Linked DNA regions of Ovis aries: region 2 is linked to region 1. Evidence: chromatin contacts called from public Hi-C data. All regions are on one chromosome and are shown on one strand. The core of a region is the stretch at or near the end of the contact, and the rest is flanking DNA. Distances in the headings are between cores, read along the strand shown. Region 1 holds the start of PLXNA2 (plexin A2). Region 2 overlaps PLXNA2 (plexin A2).

Region 1 (3,526 bases), core at 810-3,309:
ATGGCATCACCAACTCAGTGGACATGAGTTTGAGCAAGATCTGGGAGATGATGAAGGACCGGGAAGCCTGGCGTGCTGTCCATGGGGGTGAAAAGAGTCGGACACGACTGAGCGACTGAACAACAGCGAAAAAAAAAGAGAGAGAGAGAGAGAGAGAGAGAGAGATGGAACCTCCTCCAGAGTCACGCGCACTTCATTAGAGAACCAGAAGGTCCTAATTTTCAGCTTCAAGCTTTATCAGTTAGGTATTTCCAAGCCTACCACTGCCTATCCTGGGTTGAGCTGACCGGACCCATGCTCCATGTATCAAACAAATAAAGATATTTTCCAAAATCTTCTAGCATCTTCTTCAAATCATATTCCTTGATAAATTGTGGTTTATATTCAGTCTAACCAAAGTTAAGACAGTAGGCAAGGCTGTCTGGATGGAGAGACAAGATCAACTTATAAAAAGAAATAAATAATAATGTAGAGTAACTTATGATAATTGCCTGGAGGACTACCAACAATAAATACTAAAGAAGTTCAAAGAAAAGAGCAGGTATGGATCAGGAAAGACAGCTTAAACAAATTCTTTGTAGCTGCACAGGACATTGCAAAGAATAACCAGTGAAAGTCACAAGAAGACAAATTTCAGCTAATTAACAGTGAGAAAAGAACTTTTGAGAAATGAGCTAATTTCTGTGGATGAAGTAAATATTACGTTTCCCCCAGAATACTTTACTTAATTCAGGGGGTGATTGCACAACATAACAGGTGAGTCTACATTTATTTCTCTCTCTCTCTCTCTCTTTTTTTTTTCTTGTTCTTTAAGGCCCCTGCTGCGCTAAGAATTACGTGTGATTTCTTTTAGGGTTTCTTGTGATTTTTTTTTCTTTCCCCTTCTCTTTTCTTTATACCACTGAGGCCTGTGGCCACGAGAGGGCAGTAGACGGAGCTTATCGGAACACTCAGACGTACTGAGTAAACTCGCGTGTGCTCTGATCGCCAACAGGGCCTAGGCAGATCCTGCGAAGTCGCTGGGGTCCAGCTCGCAGGCCTGTTTCGCAAAGCCGCGTGCAGAGGCTGCGGGGGAACCGAGATTCTACAGGACGTGGAAGCAAGCAAGTTAAGGCATCGAGGCACTGCCATCCGGAATCCAGGCGCCTCTCACCTTAGTGTATTAGAACAAGTTATGTACCTCTCTGATTCCCCTGCCAGGGAGGCTTCCTGGGTCTGGACATAGAAAGCTCCCAGCTGGTCTCAGCCTCCCTCACTTGCCAGATGCCCAGGGTCTCTAACCAGAGTCCAAAACTTGCAATTCAGAGCAAGGCTCGTCTTCACATAATAAAAATGGTAATTAAAAAAAACAAAAAACAAAAAACTTCAAACCTCATTTGACAGCTTGTTGGCTTTCTGAGATTCACGAGCAGACGGAATCTGCTTGCACAAATTCCGAGAGCCCCCTTCTTAACCTCATCAGCCAAAGGTCGGTCTCCCCCCCCCCAACGCACCCCTCAAATTAAAGACGAAGAGGGGCTGTGCAGTATGCGCGCGGTGACAGGTGATGCTGGCGGGGTGGGGGGGGTTGTGCCCACGTCCCCACTGACCTCACCCACCCACTCCGCTTCAGTCCTGAGCTCCCCACGCCCTGCGGGGCTCGGCGAGGCCCCCACCCGAATTCCCAGGCCCCAGCACGATTGGCGTGCCCACCCCCCGCACCCCCCTCCCCCAAAGCAATCCTGCTTTGGCCACTTAAGGTGGCTGGCGGGTCCGGGCTGGAGTTGGGCGCCGAGCAGAGAGCGGGGCGGCCTCCCCCGGCCCAAGCTGGTCGTCCTTTGTTGACAGCTGGCAGAGGAGGAGGTCCGGGGGTGGGGGTGGAGAGGGGGGTGGCGGGGGGTGGGGAAGGGGCAGGGGGCTGGCTGCAGAGGGCGGTGCCAGCGGCGGGCGCGGCCCCCGTCCGGGCGGGCGCGGCCGGCAGGGAGGGGGTTAAGGCGCGCGGCCTCTATGATAATGAGCCGCCTGGTAATATAGGGGGGCCGGCGCTCAGGGCCCTGCCGCCGCCGCCGCCGCGGGAGCCGAGCCGCCGGGCGCAGCGCCGTCCGCGCCAGACTGGAGCGGGAGCGCGGCCGAACGCAGTTGCTGGGAATTTTTCAGCCGAGAGGGCAGGCGATCCAGACACAGGGACCCCGCGATCCAGACAGGGACCCCGCGCGAGCTCGGGAGCCGTGGGGAGCCCGGGGGCTGCCGGAGCGAGCGGAGCCAACCTCGAAATAGACCCGGAGAGCGAGGTTCCCGGAGGAAATGGGACTGTGAACGAACCCGGGGAGCGAGAAGGGAAGGAAGCGCCGCGACTGCTGATGTCAGAGGAGCCCGGAAAGTCGCGCTGGAAAAAATCTGAAGACAGCCGGGGCTCTGCTGCTTCCCGAGGAGAGACCACCGCCAGCCGCCACCGCCGCCGCCGCCCCCCCTACGCCCCCTCGGCGCCTCCCGGTTCTCCCCGCGAGCCGGCCGCCGCGCCCGGCGGGGCTGCCACCGGGCGGCGGAGGACGGAGGGGCTCGCGGGCCGGAGACCGAGGGGCCACTTCAGGAATACAGATAAGTGGCTGGTGGCTTGACGTGGATTTTAATGAGTCTGGACCCCATGTGGATGCGGCCGCCCGCGTGATCGCGAGCCGTGGGCCAGCCGGAGGGGCAGGCAGCGCGCCGGCCTCGGGAGCCGGCGGCCGAAGCAGCCGGACCGGGGACGGAAGGACAGACCGACATCTCCGAGCTGGGTAAGCGGCGCCCGAGGCAGGGCGCTCGGAGTCCGCGGCGCCTGCCCGCCGCCCGATCCTCCCGAAGCGCGCTCGCCCCGCGGCGGCTTCCCCGGCGCCCCGCCTCCGCGGGGTCCCAGCCCCGAGCGCCCGGGCTCGGCTGCAGCCGGCGAGTCCCCGCCCCGGGCCGGCCACTTTCGCGGGCCGGAGCGCGGCGCCCGCGCGCGCGTGTGTGTGCGGGCTTCACTCGGTGCGGCCGCCTCCCTCTCCGCTTCCCCGCCGGCGCCCCGCTTCCCCGACCGGCTGCTGGCGGGCGGCGCTCCTCCGCGCGCCTCCACGGCGCACCTGCCGGCGAGCTGCGGCTCCGGGCAGCGCGGGGGTGGCGGGTCTGTCCCGAGAGCTGCAGCCCCAAGCGGGCCTACCCGGACACCGCACCCGCAGGAAAGCCGGGTCCACGGTGGCCGCCGCTCGACTGGGGGCGGGGGGGAGGGCGGCGTTCACTCTGGAGCCCAGAGACCCTGGAGGCCACTGGCGGTTCTTCGGAGCAGGGGACTCAGGAATCCTAGGCGCAGCTTCCCGAGGCTCAGGGAAGGAGTCCAAGGCACGGAATGGGACAAGTGCTCTGGGCGCCCTGGCGGTGAAGCGCCCATCCCCGCCACCCGCCCCCCCCCCCCCCCCCCCGCCCAGGTCTGAGCTGCAGGAGAGGGTCGGGGGGCTGAAGGATGAGCTTATTTCGGGTCTGAGAGGCCCCTTATAAGCCACTTTAGGATATTTCTCTCCTTCGGCATCTT
Region 2 (3,553 bases), core at 209-2,708, 220 kb after region 1:
GGGTCCCTGTCCTCTGGCTGGTTCTTTAGATGGCCTCTCATACCCTCTCATACCAGCCGGTGCCGCTCATTCCCTGTGGGAAGCCTGAGCTCAGAGCACTTGCTGTCTTTGATCAAACTCCCCCTGCCCGCACCCACCCGGCAGGGACACAAGCATAAGTGTGCATGTGGCTCCTGGTTGGAGGCGGTTCTTCCTGGAAACCTGCAGCCCATCAGTCCTTCCCACCTCCCCGACACCCCAGAAGGACCCTCATTCCCCGACCTCCGCCGTCCTGTCTGCACAGCCTGGTGTCGCAGACAGATTTCCGAGGCAGGGTCAGTCCAAGCAAGGCACCATCCGGCCTGTGCGTCTGCGGCCGGCCCCCCTCCCCCACCTCACTCTCTCCCACCGCCCCTCTCCCAGGGCACCCTGCAGAAGTTCGTGGACGACTTGTTTGAGACCTTGTTCAGCACTGTGCACCGGGGCAGCGCGCTCCCCCTGGCCATCAAGTACATGTTCGATTTCCTGGATGAGCAGGCAGACAGACACAGCATCCATGACACAGACGTGCGGCACACTTGGAAGAGCAACTGGTAAACCCCTCGGGCAGCCCAGGGCGGGCTGCAGCCTGGCAAGGCCAGGACCAGGGCGTGGGGGCGTGGGGTAGGGCCCAGCAGAGACCAGGGCGTGGGGGCGTGGGGTAGGGCCCAGCAGGGACCAGGGAGATGGGGGGGTAGAACCTGTTCTCTGCTGTGGCTGGGTAATCCAAGGCTCCTAGGACATATGCTCCACAGACCTGATGTGTGCCCCAGGCGCAAGGCAGGGCCCTCCCGGCACAGGGCCCAGCACCAGGACACACACACACTGGAGCTCCTGCCCTTTCAGGCCGAGACCCTTCCCCAGGCCACACCTCCTTCTCTCTGACTTGTGGTTCTCAGGAAAGGGAGCCGGGGGGAACCCACACACAGAGCCACATCCCAGACGACTGAGCAGCGGGCCAGGCAGCATGGGGCCTCCCGAGCACAGCAGATCTTGGGCACGTCCTGGCACGAGGAGAGCCCTGCATTAAACTCAGACCCCTGGGGAGGCTGGCCAGTGCTGGGGGAGAGCTTGCACCTGCCGTGAACTTGAGCTCACCAATGAGCGAAGGCTGTTGCACACGCGACCCCTTAAGGCCCGGCTCCGTGGCTCTCAGGAAGCCGCAGGCAGGAGGTCCCATGGGCCTGACTCCGTCCCCGGAGGGGCCCTCCCTGGGCAGACCCAGCAGAGGGAGAGACGGCTCCCCAAGGCCCTTCGCACAAGACGTCTCTCTGCTGGGTTTTGAACCTGGATCTCAGACCACTCTGAAGACAGGCCCTCATGTCCCGCCAGGCCTGGCCAAGAGCCAGAGCACAGACCTTCCCTCAGGAGGGAGCAGAGAGAGGGCAGAGAGGAGGGCCAGGCCTGGAGTTGGGCAGGCCGCCCACACAGCTGTCTGGACTCAGCCCTTACCTCGGAAAACAGAGCCGGCACAGATGGGCCCCGGCTGTTATTTAGGAATCCAAAGTCCTAGCAACCAGCCAAACACTGGGGGAAAACCCGGCCTCGGACCCCACCTATTCCTCCCTTTCCGGGGTGTTGTGGCTGCCAAGCCCTCCAGAGGCCACAGCTTTTGATCACAGCAGAGCGAAGCGAAGAGGTCTGGTGGTCTCGGGGCGTGGAGCCCCCCAGGGCAGGCCCCTGAGACCGGCCTTCCATCCGCATTCCCAGGGCCCGTGCTGTGGCTCTGCCGTGGCTTTGGAGCTCCCCTCCACCGCCACCCCCAGGCCGGCCCGGAAATCAAGAGAAAGTTCTGGATTGTCCTCCTCCCCGTGCCTGCTGTATCTGGGCAAGTCATAGAAACGCCCTCCCCTGGATTTGTGGCAGGGACAGCCCTCTTAGCCAGACCTCAGATACCTAATGTCCAAGGAGAGAACACTGGAAGGTTTCAGAGCTGCTGGGAAAGGGAGAGTGGACCAGAGGAGCCACCTCTTCACCCAGGCCGCCCCCTCCAGGTTAAATGAAGGATCCCTCGTTTCACTGCAAAGATAGGCGGAAGTCCTAATGGAAGGCCTTGGATCTGGGCAAAGCTGATCTTTCCCAACACTTGGCATGGGCCGTGGAGACATTTGGGAAGGTCTGGGGTCCAGGAGATTCAAGAGACAAGGAAGGAGAGAGGGGAGGTCAGCCCAGAGGACAAATGGGGACAGAGCTCACTGCAGAGAGGAGCCCAAAGAGTTAAGGGCCAGCGGGCGGCTGGAGAGGAGGCCAAGTTGGAAAAGGCCACAGAAACAGCAGCTGTTCTGGTTTTGAAGGGGAATAAATGGGCTTATCCTCCTCACGGCCAAAGGAGCAGAGAAAACGCATTCTCCTCCGATTATAAATTCCCCGAGTCGCAGAAAGAATTCTCCTAACGACTGATCAGTTGCTCTCAGGGTGGGAAAAACGCAGCGCCCCAGCGAGTCATTCCCAGCGTGCCAACAATGGCCTCCTCTTCTGCCTCTGCCCCTGCCCGGAGCTGAGAACGCCCTGGGGAGCGCCCTGAAAGAGCTGTTCCCAGGGGAGCCCATTCCTCCGCCCAGCGTGGCGGGGCCAGCCCTGGGAAGCGGCCAGCCAGCCTGGCTGGGCGGGGAACCCAGGTGGGGCCTTTGTGCCCACTCCGAGGCTGGGGCTGCCGCCCCGTCCTTCCGGACAATGGCCGCAGTCACCAGGAAGGGGCCTCTGGGAGCCTGGGGGCTTTGTCTGGGGCTCTGAGAAAGCGGTGCAGGGCCTCTAGACTTAGGCTCCCCCAGGAGCACAGGAGTCTTTGGAAAAGACCTCCAGGAGGAAGTAAAGCCACCCCATGCCCACCTCGGAGCAGTTGTAGCACGAGGTCAGCGCCTCCCGTTAGGGCACAATGGGGCTCCTTCTCTTCCAGCATCAGTCAAAGCTAAGGCTTAATTCGCAGCCCTGGCTGGACCAGTTGTCTGTGATTCCGTTCCCTTGCCCTTCAGAGAGAATTTTGCATTTGTGGGGTTGGAAGGAATATTAGTGGATGGCACGGGGCCGGGCCCAGACGCAGCCCTCAGAGACCCCTCTGCCCTCTCCTCCAGCCTCCCTCTGCGCTTCTGGGTGAATGTGATCAAGAACCCCCAGTTTGTATTTGACATCCACAAGGGCAGCATCACGGACGCCTGCCTCTCCGTGGTGGCCCAGACCTTCATGGACTCTTGCTCAACTTCAGAGCACCGGCTGGGCAAGGACTCCCCTTCCAACAAGCTGCTCTACGCCAAGGACATCCCCAGCTACAAGAGCTGGGTGGAGAGGTCAGTAGTATCCTGAGGACCGGTCCAGCCCCCAGTGCCTGCTCCATTCCCTCCTCTGGGCTTCACTGACCAAGGACTCAAAGCCCTGCTTGTGGTCCCTTCCAGACCTCATGCTCACCTTTTTCTCCTTTGCCCAGAGTTCCTGCTGGGGGAGGAAAAGGGAGCTTTGCACCCCCTGAGTCAGATTTAGCATTCTGATCACCCTTTACTGAGCATATGCTAAGCACCCAGCACTTTGATGAAGATGTTGT

Evidence for each region. A called contact is a pair of places that touch in the nucleus more often than the background predicts.
Region 2: a Hi-C map of hypothalamus shows a contact between it and region 1, with 4 times the contacts expected there. The contact joins the enhancer-like site here to the promoter of PLXNA2 in region 1. A contact is called at or near these places in 4 of 16 Hi-C or Micro-C datasets (hypothalamus, muscle, retroperitoneal adipose tissue and 1 more).

What each region holds. Positions count from the first base shown.
Region 1 is chr12:74,548,516-74,552,041 of ARS-UI_Ramb_v3.0, forward strand. It overlaps PLXNA2 (plexin A2), which reads left to right and starts at 2,060. Exons shown (of 32, transcript XM_027975987.2): 1 at 2,060-2,756.
Region 2 is chr12:74,772,378-74,775,930 of ARS-UI_Ramb_v3.0, forward strand. It overlaps PLXNA2 (plexin A2), which reads left to right. Exons shown (of 32, transcript XM_027975987.2): 29 at 403-572; 30 at 3,090-3,302. Among named protein-coding and RNA genes, the nearest start is that of CD34, 120 kb to the right of the region's middle. Within about 2 kb of position 1,459, at least 9 of the 54 cell types and tissues checked have an H3K27ac peak or open chromatin away from gene starts, as enhancers often do. A contact at or near this core is called in hypothalamus, where this site is marked.